Linked DNA regions of Gadus morhua: region 2 is linked to region 1. The links are chromatin contacts, called in public Hi-C maps. All regions are on one chromosome and are shown on one strand. The core of a region is the stretch at or near the end of the contact, and the rest is flanking DNA. Distances in the headings are between cores, read along the strand shown.

The links. A called contact is a pair of places that touch in the nucleus more often than the background predicts.
Region 2: a contact with region 1 is called in a Hi-C map of blood, with 7 times the contacts expected there. The contact joins the promoter of tarbp2 here to the promoter of arhgap9 in region 1. A contact is called at or near these places in 2 of 6 Hi-C or Micro-C datasets (both in blood).

The regions. Positions count from the first base shown.
Region 1 is chr13:15,515,378-15,522,118 of gadMor3.0, reverse strand. arhgap9 (Rho GTPase activating protein 9) reads left to right here and starts at 2,470. Exons shown (of 21, transcript XM_030374405.1): 1 at 2,470-2,704; 2 at 2,809-2,883. mars1 (methionyl-tRNA synthetase 1) reads right to left here and starts at 2,326. Exons shown (of 21, transcript XM_030374428.1): 1 at 2,085-2,326; 2 at 478-568; 3 at 276-354; 4 at 1-108. The coding sequence starts at 2,187.
Region 2 is chr13:15,696,736-15,702,799 of gadMor3.0, reverse strand. tarbp2 (TAR (HIV) RNA binding protein 2) reads right to left here and starts at 3,611. Exons shown (of 7, transcript XM_030375000.1): 1 at 3,385-3,611; 2 at 2,791-3,105; 3 at 2,518-2,587; 4 at 2,215-2,332; 5 at 1,741-1,868; 6 at 1,266-1,461; 7 at 1-834. The coding sequence starts at 3,437. The coding sequence ends at 677.

The DNA.
Region 1 (6,741 bases), core at 1,221-3,720:
CTTGCTCAAGCATTGGTCCAGGTAGGAGAGGGGTCCCTGTAGGATCTTCGAGGCCTCTGTAGCTTTGCCTTGCAACACTGCCATATGGAGGGCCTGCAGCAGGGCAGGCTGCACACACAACATACAGAAGAGGCCGTCGACAAACGCCCTTGCCTACAGGCACCGTCTATCTCACAAAATGCCTGTTTGAAGGAGGGTATGGATCTTTCTGTGAGGTTACTGCTGCCTGATATCCATTTAGGACTTCACTGTTCAAGGCCTACAACAAGGGTTACCTGAAGTTCGGTGGTCTCCCATTCAAGCCACTGGTTGATGAGGGGGTTGGGTTTCCGTCCACTTGTTTCAAACAAATACCTTCATAGCAGAACCGAAAGTAACTACCTTAATCTGGTGTAAGCATTCAGATTGGGCAACAGTAAACATACAAAAAATGCAACAAAACAGGAAATGCCTTTGGAGAGTTGGGTGACTACTCACTGGCAGATGGCGTTGGAGCTGAATAGGTGACCTCCACTGGGCAGGAGCAGCGCTGGCAGGGCAGGACGGCTGAGGAAGGGCACCACTCTCTCTGAGGAAACACACAATCACACGCAGAGAAATGATCACACCAACGACACGATGCAAAGTGCTCACATTTTGCGCTACCAAAGATGAAGATAAAATAATGCACATCGTTCTTCCTCAGTCAGAAGTGATAATCAGTCCTCTTTTATTTCAATGAATAGAAATGTATGCAAGTATGAAATTACCATTTTGAATTGCAGTACAACAAGGTAGAGTATTGCCTGTAAATACTTAATAAGTAAAGTCTTTGCATGCAATGTAATCAAGAAAATCAGAATTCTATAGTAAGACACTTTTTGCTAATCCTATACGTCATCATCGTTTTATCCCTACACCAGAACTTATTTTTAGCCCTCCATCAATGCCATTGATCCACATGGCAGATGCTGCTGGCTGTGCGGCTAGACGCCATCCTGTTCTACAAGGAGAACAGGATCGCAACACAGTGGACGAGAAATGACTGGACCAGGCAGGCTAAACACTCCCCGCTAAACCACAAGAACACACCTTGTGGACTCCCTGTTCATTAGTATGAAGTGCTCTTTACCAACCAGCTTGAACCGTTTATATATTTAACTTTACATTGCTATTTAATATTCTTCCTTATTCCGTCTGTGAAATGTATGTGATCCCAACCTCCAGCCAAATGATTAACCCAAAAGAAATAGGGAAGAGTAAGTGAGCAAGACATCATCCATCAGATCACAAAACATAACAAGTTTAGGTGCCAATTCAAATATTACAGTTAAAGTTCATGAGATGGGGAGCATGGTGCATTGGCAAACGGGGACAAATGGCCCAGAATTTTGTGAAGGCAATGAGCCTAGAATCAGAATGGGATACAGTAGTCGTATGCCTCATAGGCCAGTAATATCCCATTCATACATGTGACCTGGTCTAATAGCTACAGCTGGGATTCATAGTACTCAGAAAAACTGTCTGGATAGGATTTTACAGCATTTCCAACCCTAGCCTAGCCTTACTATGTTTAACACCAGGGATATCTAAGGTATTTTTAAACATTTTCTGATCCTTATGTCTGCAAGCATACAACATGTATTAGCTAGAAACGTAATGAATGTACACAGAAGGCTGTTCGATTGCATCCCTATTGTATAGTGGTCAAGAACATGCGTCCTTGTGAACTAAATACATGATCGTCTTCTTCTTTTCCATCTGCTTCTGAAGTGTGACGGACACAATACTTGTTATGGTGTTCATGACAGCAGATTTCTCCATGTCAATAGTGTGTGATCATGGAGTAGTAAGCGTGTAACAATACGTTAGTTCACACAAACACACACACACACACACACACACACACACACACACACACACACACACACACACACACACACACACACACACACACACACACACACACACAATATGTCCAGTAACGCAGTGATTTATCCCAATTGCAACCTCCTTCTATTTATGAAAACAGAAAGTATTCATGATTGTGGACAGATTGATGACAACAACCCAGAACTAATGAATCTGTAGCCATGCGTTCTTACCTTCGTGGTTGACACATTGTACATCACATTGTACTAGAGTCAGTTCAACAGCAGCTACTACTTTTAGGCAGTGTGGGTTGCCTTCACTTATATAGAGCTTCATTAGGCCGGCAGGAACAGGATGTTGGATAAATGTATAGAATGTGTAAATGAACGAAAACAGACCCTGTCAACACCTAACTTTGTCGGCGAGTGCCGTTGTCCATGCGCTGATGCAAGTTCTGTTCAATGGATTACATATGGCGAAAATGTAGTTTTTTTACAACATCCAATACGTACGGAGCAATGCTGTCTGGGCCTGCATTGGACTACAACGCCCATCTTTTTATTCGTGTACGTCACCAGCAACAATTTGAGGATGTCCTTGCTTATTGTTTCAGTGTAGCAGCGGCGGGCGGGGTGGATTGCCTGCGATTCTACGAAGCACAATACTCCTGGATCTCGTTATTACAGTAAAAGTGTGCGCACCCTAGCGGATATTACCGTCGACTCTGGTTGGTCCAATATGCAACCATATGGCACATTTTAACCAATTTGAAACCAACTGAATTCGACCGGGCGCAAGCTTTTTAATTCATTGGCTTACAAACGCTTCTGCAGAATTTTGAGAGTGAAGTGGTGTAAGTACATCAAGAATAGTTAAGTACTTTGTTGTTTGGAAACAAAAGTGCATGTTAATGGTATTTCTTCAGAGAACATAGAGGTTGTTGTGTGTCTGCTCCAGATCAGCCGTTTCACGGATGTCCTGCACGAGCTGTCAGTGCGCGCGCTTCGTGACCAGCTGTACCCTGATGTAAAGGTGAGCCCGCTTCTCTACCTGTTTTAACTTCATTAGGATCATCGTCAAATGTATTAGTTTGATGCCACTTAAAATGTAAATAATTACGCTGCACAAGTCGGGTGACAAGTGAGTTTAGACTGCAAATCAGTAGGACGCTTATAAATCGATTTGGTTCTTATCAGAGTTAATAAACAAGGGAATGCCTTGTTTATTAGGCCTATCTCTTGAGCATCCCGATATTGTGTCCGAAAATGTATTACAAATGCTATATATATATATATATATATATATATATATATATATATATATATATATATATTTAGCATATATACTTTCTAAATATATCCAACTACGAGTGCATCAATTCGTATCACTACTAAACGTTTTCACGTATTACTACTGGTGTGGTCCTACATATTTTGCAATGTGTACAGCGTCTACATGCATGTAGGTAGTGTATTTTCTGAACAGGCTTAAGACTCTAGCCAAGGGATGCCCAGCGCCTTCCAAATGCTTGTTGTTGTTGTTTTAACCATATCGCAGTTGACATTAGTCATGGAGCAGACGCTTCCATCCAGAGTGACGTGCAAGTGAGGCTGAGAAGTTAGAACCATCAAAGCGCATTCTGCAATACAATTTGGAGTAGCTACCAAATAAGTTGTAGTAGCTACTGATGCACAACCTAGTTTAAAAACAACAACAATAACTGGAGAGAGTGCAGAGTAGCCCTAGGATTCAGAAATACAAGGTTAAGGGTTAGGCATTTATTTAGTAGTGATCGTAGATGGCATGTCGAAGAGCTTGCTGAATTTCAAAATGTCTAAAGTTGTACATCAATGGTACCGCTCAACAAAGAGCATACTAGACTCGTGCTAGATGAGACTAGGCCTACTTTTCATCTACGTTTCTTTAGAAATACCAACTTCGTGCCTCGTTTCTCTATAATGTCGGTAAGCATTGGTTTTGTGGACGTGTGTTTCCTTCTCTGCGTGGGCTTGTGAGCTTCCTGTTTAGCACTATAGGAGATGTGAAGATGATGCTCTGACATATCTCAGTACCATAGTGGTGTAGTGGCTTGCCAAAACGTTCCTCTCAAATCTCTTATCTCAGACTTCTCTATGACATTTCACCCAGGAAACAATCCTATTCATAAACCTTACACAACAGAGCAGGGAGACAATGAAGGCCTGTCTCTCTAGAATGCAATTTGTTCTTGCATGCATACTTGAACATTGATTTGAATAAAATCATAAAACACATTGTAGGCATTGCATTTTTCACTGTTTCATAACCTTTCTTAAAGCCTTAGAAAAGCCAGAGCTTTTCCCATGTGAATCCTGCCTGCACTCGCTCATATTTGACCCCAGCTTTCAGAGATTAGTCCCTGATGACGGTTGCAACTTGCCTGATTAAACGTGCCATGTACCATGCACGGCGGTGGCGTTAGCTCTGATTACTACCGTGCCCTGGACTCTGATGCAGTGGACTCCATGTCATGGAGAGATTGGATCGGTGCAGCGGAGCCCAGTGTTTTGCGTGTGTAGTTAACTCATAGGGTCTACTCATACCGTGTAAACGGGATGTAGGGCCCAGCTGTCTGTGTGTGTGTGTGTGTGTGTGTGTGTGTGTGTGTGTGTGTGTGTGTGTGTGTGTGTGTGTGTGTGTGTGTGTGTGTGTGTGTGTGTGTGTGTGTGTGTGTGTGTGTGAGAGAGCTTCTCGTGGGTGGGTAAATACAGCAGACCACAGAGACACGCGTATCATTGAAAATGACGGCTTTGTCTTGAACAGACCACAAACACAATGCAGTAGATACTTGCATGACGTTGCATTGCCCTTCAGGTCCATTACAAAGTCTACTGGCATATTTTAAGAGTTAAACATGTATTCAAACACCAAATCAAAAATTTGGCCTGAAGTTAACAACGTTTTTCTGAATGGTCCTAAGAGTTGCTGAACTGTAGCCTGGCAACCAGATGAGCCTGCGAGAACAGTGAATTGGTCTGGCAATGCTGGGCTAGGAGGACTGTACACTGCTTTAGATTTGCACTCAATATTTCATGTTGAATGGAGACTTCCTTGAACAATGGTCTGTAAGAGCATTACAGAATATTTGCATACCAGTCATTCCTGAATGTATGACAATGAGCATGCTGAGGCTGACTGTGGCCAATTGGGACAGGGCTTAAGAAATTAATGGTAAAATATTTGCACAACATATAATTTGTGATATCATATAATATGCCAATATTTACAATTTATTCGCCCCAGAATAACTTTAAATGCATCTTTAAATAGAATTCACAATGTAACTGCTTTGAAAGCAACGGGACGGTGTATAATAGACCTAATGGCCCTTTGATGGACAACATTGATTATTGCAATTCAATTTCCTTTATGCGAAACTTGTCTCTCTTCCTTGTAGTCCTGTGAAGCTATATGCGTGTGGGTTTTCCCTCGCCTGTAGAATTTGGCCCCAGGAGACTACTCGGATCCTCTTCACCATTCCCCAGCAGTGTTGCAAACTCGCGTGCACAGCGAACTGTGGCTCTTTGAGCGGCCTGATAGTTTGTGACAGCTCACTCTCCCCTCTCCACCGGATCAATCCTGCGCTCTTCATTAGAAAAGTCAATGTACGGCCAGCACTCCTTTAGACCAAGCAGCAACAAGCCTCCATCACAGTGTATCGTGATGAGTACAGAGTCTAGTTTATGGTCTGAAAGGTGTCTTGTTTTTTATTGTGACCACAGACAACCGCTTTGTCACGGCAGGCAGACCAACTGAGATTAAAGGGCCACCTGAAATGGGGAAACACTAGTTTAAATGATCGTTTCATTTGAATAATGTATGATTTCTTCCACTGCCTCAGAGGGAAAAATAATGACCTTAAAAGACATTCCTTTTTTATTCACTTTCTTTGTCAAAATTGTGGTGAGGTGGTAGTTTAGAAATCCAAGCGATTCTTCAGTAGCACAACATAGCACATTAAATGTTCATGTCATGTGTTTCATTAGAGCGAATGTCAATGACTGTGTCATACAATGGAAATTCAGGTATTTAAATCTGGGTTCTGTTTGAGTTTGCACATTGTCAATGGCTTAATGAAAATATACATAGCTTATCACTTGACCCAATGGGGAAGGAGTTCACCAACCATTTCATACACACCAACAGAGAGAGACACACACACACACACACACACACACACACACACACACACACACACACACACACACACACACACACACACACACACACACACACACACACACACACACACACACACACACTAAAGTGTCACACAGGGAATCTGTGTTTATTTCGGTGTCTCTCTCCAGTCTCTTCATTAATATTGCATAGGAGGATGAAAGGCTGGTTTGGCTTGAGGCATATGTCTAATACAGAGACAGAGAGAAAGAGACCAGTGCTGGTTGTTACACTCCACCCATCACGTGTCTTTAATAGAGCCTGTCACTAGATTATGAAAGGCCCTTGGTTCTTTTGAATCATTTAATGATGCAATAATACATATCTATGCCACGCTCGCATCTATATCCACAAATATCTCCATGGTCATGCAGTGATAACATATTTATTTCAAATCCCAGCCGCCTCACAGTCTCAACTTTACTTAAGATGAAAAATCTACTAATCTTTTTGTGGAAGATGAGCAAGCGACTCGATCATAAATGTGTCTTTGTCTTTTCAATTGCCGCTGATGTGGGAATGGGACACAATTCTTAAACCTTTTATTAACTCATGAAAGGTATATCTGTTTTTGCCATTTTTATGTTATTTAGAAAAATCCTATTCTCACTTAAAGCAGCCTACTGCTGGCTCCCAATTTGTCTTTTCAATTTAAAAGAACCGTAGGTCTTT
Region 2 (6,064 bases), core at 2,362-4,861, 180 kb before region 1:
TATATCTATGCAAGCCTAACCGCTGCTTTAAGTTAGTGTCAAATAAATAGATCAAATACAAATTTTAACTAAACCGTTTAAAGAGGACACACTTAAAGGAAAAAGGTATATTAAGAATTCTTAATTTGACATCTTTAAAATCAAAGGGGAACAGTAGATGACTAAAAATGGATGAATTTAAAATAACGGTCTACTTGAAAAAGTCTTAGCAGCTTGAAAAGTCTCTTAGCAACATGGCTGGTGATTTGGATGTCATCCGACTACAGAAGTGGAGATAAGGAAGGAAGCACAATTTTTACAAGAGTTCATTATTTTCAAATCTATGACCCCTGCTCCTTTCTGAATGGCAGACAACTGTTGATTGAACATAATAGAATACGTGTTTTCACATGGGGATGGGATATTTTTGGAGACATCTGTGCAACAGTGTCAACATTTCGTACAGCCATAGGTCCATTGGCTAAAAATGTTAAGAGATCGATTGGACAGACTCCGATGGGGGAATTTGGCGAATTGAGTTCCATCTCTAATAACTGAAGTTCAAAAGTTCAAAAGAGGCAATATCCGCATGGTGAAGTGCTTTCATTGGGGGGCTTTCAACATGGCTCTGTTGCTGTTGACTACAAGTTTCAGAATATAATAGAAAGAAAGAAGAAAGCACAAGGTGGTGGTCGTATCACTTTCCTCCGGCCATTATCTTGAGGTACTGCAGTGCATTGTGGGCGGCGTTGGCCCGCGCAGCGTCCGTGTTGGGAGCGAAACCATGGCACACCGTGATTGGTTGGGTGGACAGTTCCACCAGACATTGGCAGAAGCCGCTCCGACTGCGCTCCTCTGAAAGAACAAGGCGAACACATGACAAAATTGACCGAGATCAGCACTAGCATCAGCTTTAACCAATTCATGTTTGGTCCGCGGCTGCTGGGCTGCATGCACACTTCCAGTTTTGTAGTTAATATACCATTATTAATAAAGTACATCTTATTTCATAAATTATATTATTTTTAATATTAGGTACTCATCTTTAAGCAGCATACACTTCCTTGATTATCGTTGATCTTACTTCTCAAAATTAATATATGTTCAGGTTTGGAGGTAAACATTAATAAAAAAACATTATGTTCAGCTAATGCCGAAAGGGAAACTATTCAGAAACTTACTGGGTCCACCACACCGTTTCTATTTTAAAATAAGACCAATATACTGTTGAGTGGAACAATGAGCTATAACGCCCGCCACGGCCCCTGCGCCGACAGCATTCTCACCTAGATCCAGGTAGCTGACGTCGAAGCGCTGCTCCAGCGACAGGTCCGTCAGCAGGGAGCAGGAGGTGCAGTCGGGGGCCGTGCCCAGGGGGTGGCTCCGCAGCTGGAGCATCTTCTCCCCCGCCGAGTTCCGCAGCGAGTCCCACGTGCAGCCCAGGCCTTTGCACTTCCCCGACTCCGCCCGGCTGCCCATGTTCTGCGGATTGAGACGAGGAAATGCTCACTTCGTGAAATACTGAGGTTTTACAATGTACAATAATGGCAAAACAAAACACAATGTCAGAAAAAGCTAATAAACGTAACACGAAAACATAAAAGTATACCCAACAATGCCACTACATTTCCAGCATGCTCTTCCATTCCCGACATGCCAAATTGAATCTCAAAATCGTATTTGTACGACTGTTTGAATGGAGCGTTCATAAGAGGGATCCTATGCGTTGTTACTGGGGGGTTGGGGTCTCCGGTCGCTCACCATGGTGAAGGTGTCGTCCTCGGGGTCCGCCTCGTTGGGGGTCCTCAGGTCCACCGGCACGTCGTGGATGCGGGCCAGCATCTTGGCCGCCGCGTTCCTCTTGGCCAGCTTCTTGGACGTGCCGCTTCCTGCCGAGGGACAGGAGCCTTAGGTCACACAGCCACACCAGAGGATTGTATCGTATGCTGTCCTGCGTTGGGCTGAGCCAAGTTTATCCTCTCATGGTTCACTGAGAGAACAGACGATCGATGGACAGCAGTTATGACTGTTTATTCAAATCTCTGCATTTGTTAACAAATGTTCAATATCTGATCACAGGGCATTTCAACTAACGCTGTTGTTGCACTACCGCACAAAAGGCACCGCTTAAAATATGCCTAGGCATACATTTACATACACTGTACTGTGTATTCACGTTCACCTAGATCAGGATACACAAACAAATGTTGCACGTCTCATAGAAGTCATTCTTACCTATTTCTACAAATCGTTCCACTCGGCACGTCATGGTGAACTCTTTGCGGTGTGCTGGGCCGGACTCCTGGGTGACGGTGTACTCGGGAAGGCGCCAGCCTTTCTGCACCACCAGCTCCTTGGGGGAGCATTTGTACGTGTGGAAATATTTGTACTCACAAATGCATACGTATGCACGGGCACACAACAGCACACAGAGATAGAAAGCTCCATGTACAATTAAATGTTGCTTTCATGAGAAAGATCTATAATCTATATTGTTCACATTTATACTAATTAAGTGGATTTGTGATCATAGTTTACCTGCAGAGCTCCCACAGGGTTGCATTCTGACTGCTGTGAAGTGCTGGATGTCTTCATTTCGATTTGGGTGCTGCAAAAGAGGTCCAGTTAACATATTTCATATCGGCAAAGCCAGATCAGTATGTAGAAACACTATGCTCACTTGGACTTTAACATAATGATATTGCTTCCAATAATGGCGTAAAAGTCTGGAACATATACAGTATACACTGCAGTGCACAATACACACTTCCTCAAACCGAAAGAGGGAGGAACTTTAGATGCTCTGCTAACCTGTCTTCTTCAACAGCTTCCTCAACACTTATAAACCCCTCTTCTCCGACGCTAACTCCAATGAGACCTCCCAGGCCTCCTTTTAGCATCTTCAGGGCAGCCTCAGCTGCTTTGTGTTTGGCCGCTTTCTTGCTGGGGCCCTGGCCGGTGCAGCTGATCTCACCAACGGAGACTCGGAAGGTGAAGTTGGGCTGGTGGGCCTGTCCCTCCGCCTTCAGCAGGTCGTACACTGGGGTTTTGCCTATCCGCGTTCCATACTCCTGCAGCAGACTGATCGGCGTCTTTCCGGGATTCACAGCCAGCATTTGCTCAATACTAGAGGGAATTAAACAGCCTTCAATGGCATACATTACTTTGAACCATTGAAGTAGCACGTATGTTAATCAGCTAAAATACATCATGAGTTTTTGATGATATCGTATTAACCAAGATAGCGTTACTTAGAAGATTGTATCGTCCGTTCGCAGTGATCAAAAGCCATGTGGCATGTGCAATTACAAATGTAATAGCTCATGCACATCTGCTATGATTAGCTGTTATATTATGCTAGGACATTAGCTCAGGCACAGTAGCTAGCAGTGCGTTAATTCTTACCTGGAGCACCCAGAGTTTTTCGTGCAGCTGTCCGGTGCTGACTCGTCGTTCATTACCTATTTTACAAAGATAGAGCCGAACGGTTTCGGATGGCAGAACCCCCCCACCAGAAGAGACACTTGCTTTCATTAGATGGGATTTTCTGATTAAGAGCCGAGGGAGCGACATGAGAGGAAACGAGACCCTCCTCCGGCAGGCAGACCCAAATTGCAGTTGTTTTATAAAATCTGACGTCCACAGAGCTGTCGTGATCCCGGCTTCTCATTGGTCCGTCCGAAAATGGAGCCACCTGTTTTATCATCCGGAGCCTACCGGCTCTATGGCAGGCGGGTGGGGTTCGCCGAAAACGAACAAACACTAGTGTGTGTGTGTGTGTGTGTGTGTGTGTGTGTGTGTGTGTGTGTGTGTGTGTGTGTGTGTGTGTGTGTGTGTGTGTGTGTGTGTGTGTGTGTGTGTGTGTGTGTGTGTGTGTGTGTGTGTGTGTGTGTGTGTGTGTGTGTGTGTGTGTGTGTGTGTGTGTGTGTGTGTGTGTGTGTGTGTGTGTGTGTGTGTGTGTGTGTGTGTTTTATAAATATTACGATTTCACGGATACATATCTGAAGTCTAGGAATTATTTAATGACCCATTATTTTCATATATTAAGCCTACTGTGCTAGGTTGTAATCGGTGCCCCTTTTACACAAAGCAGGCATACATTTTAGGAAGCAGCTTAGAGTTTAATATCGGTTTAGAAAAATGCAGAACATCAGATCACTTTTTAAATATTTAGTATTGTTGCTCCCTATTTGCAATGGCTAGATTATTCCTCAAGGGGGGGACAGACATTCAACGATACGCTGTAAAATCAGTGAAGGTCCTAGGTCTTCAGTCTTCATTTCCACCAGGGCCTCAGGGATGCCCAGCTGTAATTGGTAATTTCTCCATTCATTCTATGTGTCATAATATTTTAGCGATAACTGTAAATTATATATAAATGTAAATATAACCTTATACATTTATTTGCGTAAATTAGATAATATATAATGTTGCTATTGTTGCTTTTGTTTTTAACAACTAATCGAGCCACGTTCATCAGAGATATTGAGATCTTTATTTCATGAGAAAATCTAGGACCTTTTCCCGCTTGCGAAAGCTGAACTGTTTGACCCCATAACATTGTACCCATTGTATCCCATTGTAGCCCTCAACATCTTAATTATCTTCAGCACTAATTTTCCATGCTCTACAGACCCCTACTTGCTGGTCCAACACCACAATTGAATGACCATCATTGGCTAGTGTTTCTACAATATGCAGTTATTTTACAGTGAATCGTAAATACATGTGGTGGAATATAAATAATAATGCCAAGACTATACTCATATGTGCTCACATACATGAAAGTCTGTACATATTCTTATATATTCTCTCTCTCACTCCTCACTCTCACCCCTTTCTTTCTCTCTTTCCCTTTGTAAGACATTTACCCACAGACATTGACAAACACACACAGACACGCACACACTTGCGCACACACACACACACACACACACACACACACACACACACACACACACACACACACACACACACACACACACACACACTCACGCACAACCCCCATAAATTTCCCCTTCCTTCACCCCACTCCTGGCCCAGTGCATTAGTATATGTGGTCCCTTGGTTGCCAAAATCATCAGTAAATATCGTCAAGCGTGGAGCTATATGAACGCTCTTTTTTTCCCTCCCTCCACAATATGATGTGTTTCCTTTTTTGTGTGTGTTTTGATCCCTCTCTTGCGGCCAGGCAGCTCTGTGGCCAGGCGCGGGTTCGAGTGGCGCTCCCGTGTTATTTTTGGCAGGAACAGTGGTTGGTGGCTGTTGAGGAGAGAGGAGACAGGGGGGGAGAGGGGGTAGGGGGATAGCAAAGTCCAAAAACCAAAGGCTGTTTAAAGGATTTCTGTCTGAAGGAATTGCTTTTTAACGATCAACAGCGTCAATTGTGGACGTGTGTGTGTGTGTGTGTGTGTGTGTGTGTGTGTGTGTGTGTGTGTGTGTGTGTGTGTGTGTGTGTGTGTGTGTGTGTGTGTGTGTGTGTGTGTGTGTGTGTGTGTGTGTGTGTGTATTCATTCACACGCACACACGTGTTTGCATATAGTACAATCTCACACTTCAAACATCTGGATGCATTAGCACACTCAAACCTAATTTGTACATGGATCACAATTAATTTATCAACACTTTGTTCTTTATTTATACCCATTGAAACAATGGTTTAACTCTTGCCTTATTTCCAAGTGCTGCCTCACAACAAAGATAGTGTCAATATGCAAATAGGAGTCTTTACATCAATGCCTTTGGCATCAACATTAATGCAGACCATACGTTTGACATATGGTCTGTATAGTATACTTTGGATGTTCGATTCAGGGATTGGTTACTCGTTGTTTTGACTCTTCTATGGAAGTGAGAGCGCCATGCTGCATGCTATGACTCCATGTAGCATCCGCCACGAACACACCTCCCACTTCGCTGCTCCCTCATTTTTTTTAACAAACGCCATTCTCAAAAAGAAATAAAGACAGAAAGAAAGAAAGAAAAAGATTTGCCCTCTCTCCCACTACTCTTGGCCCTCGGTCAAGAGAATGTTATTATTCCACTTTATTTATTTATTTTTATTTGGCATGTGCGTCATTTGTGT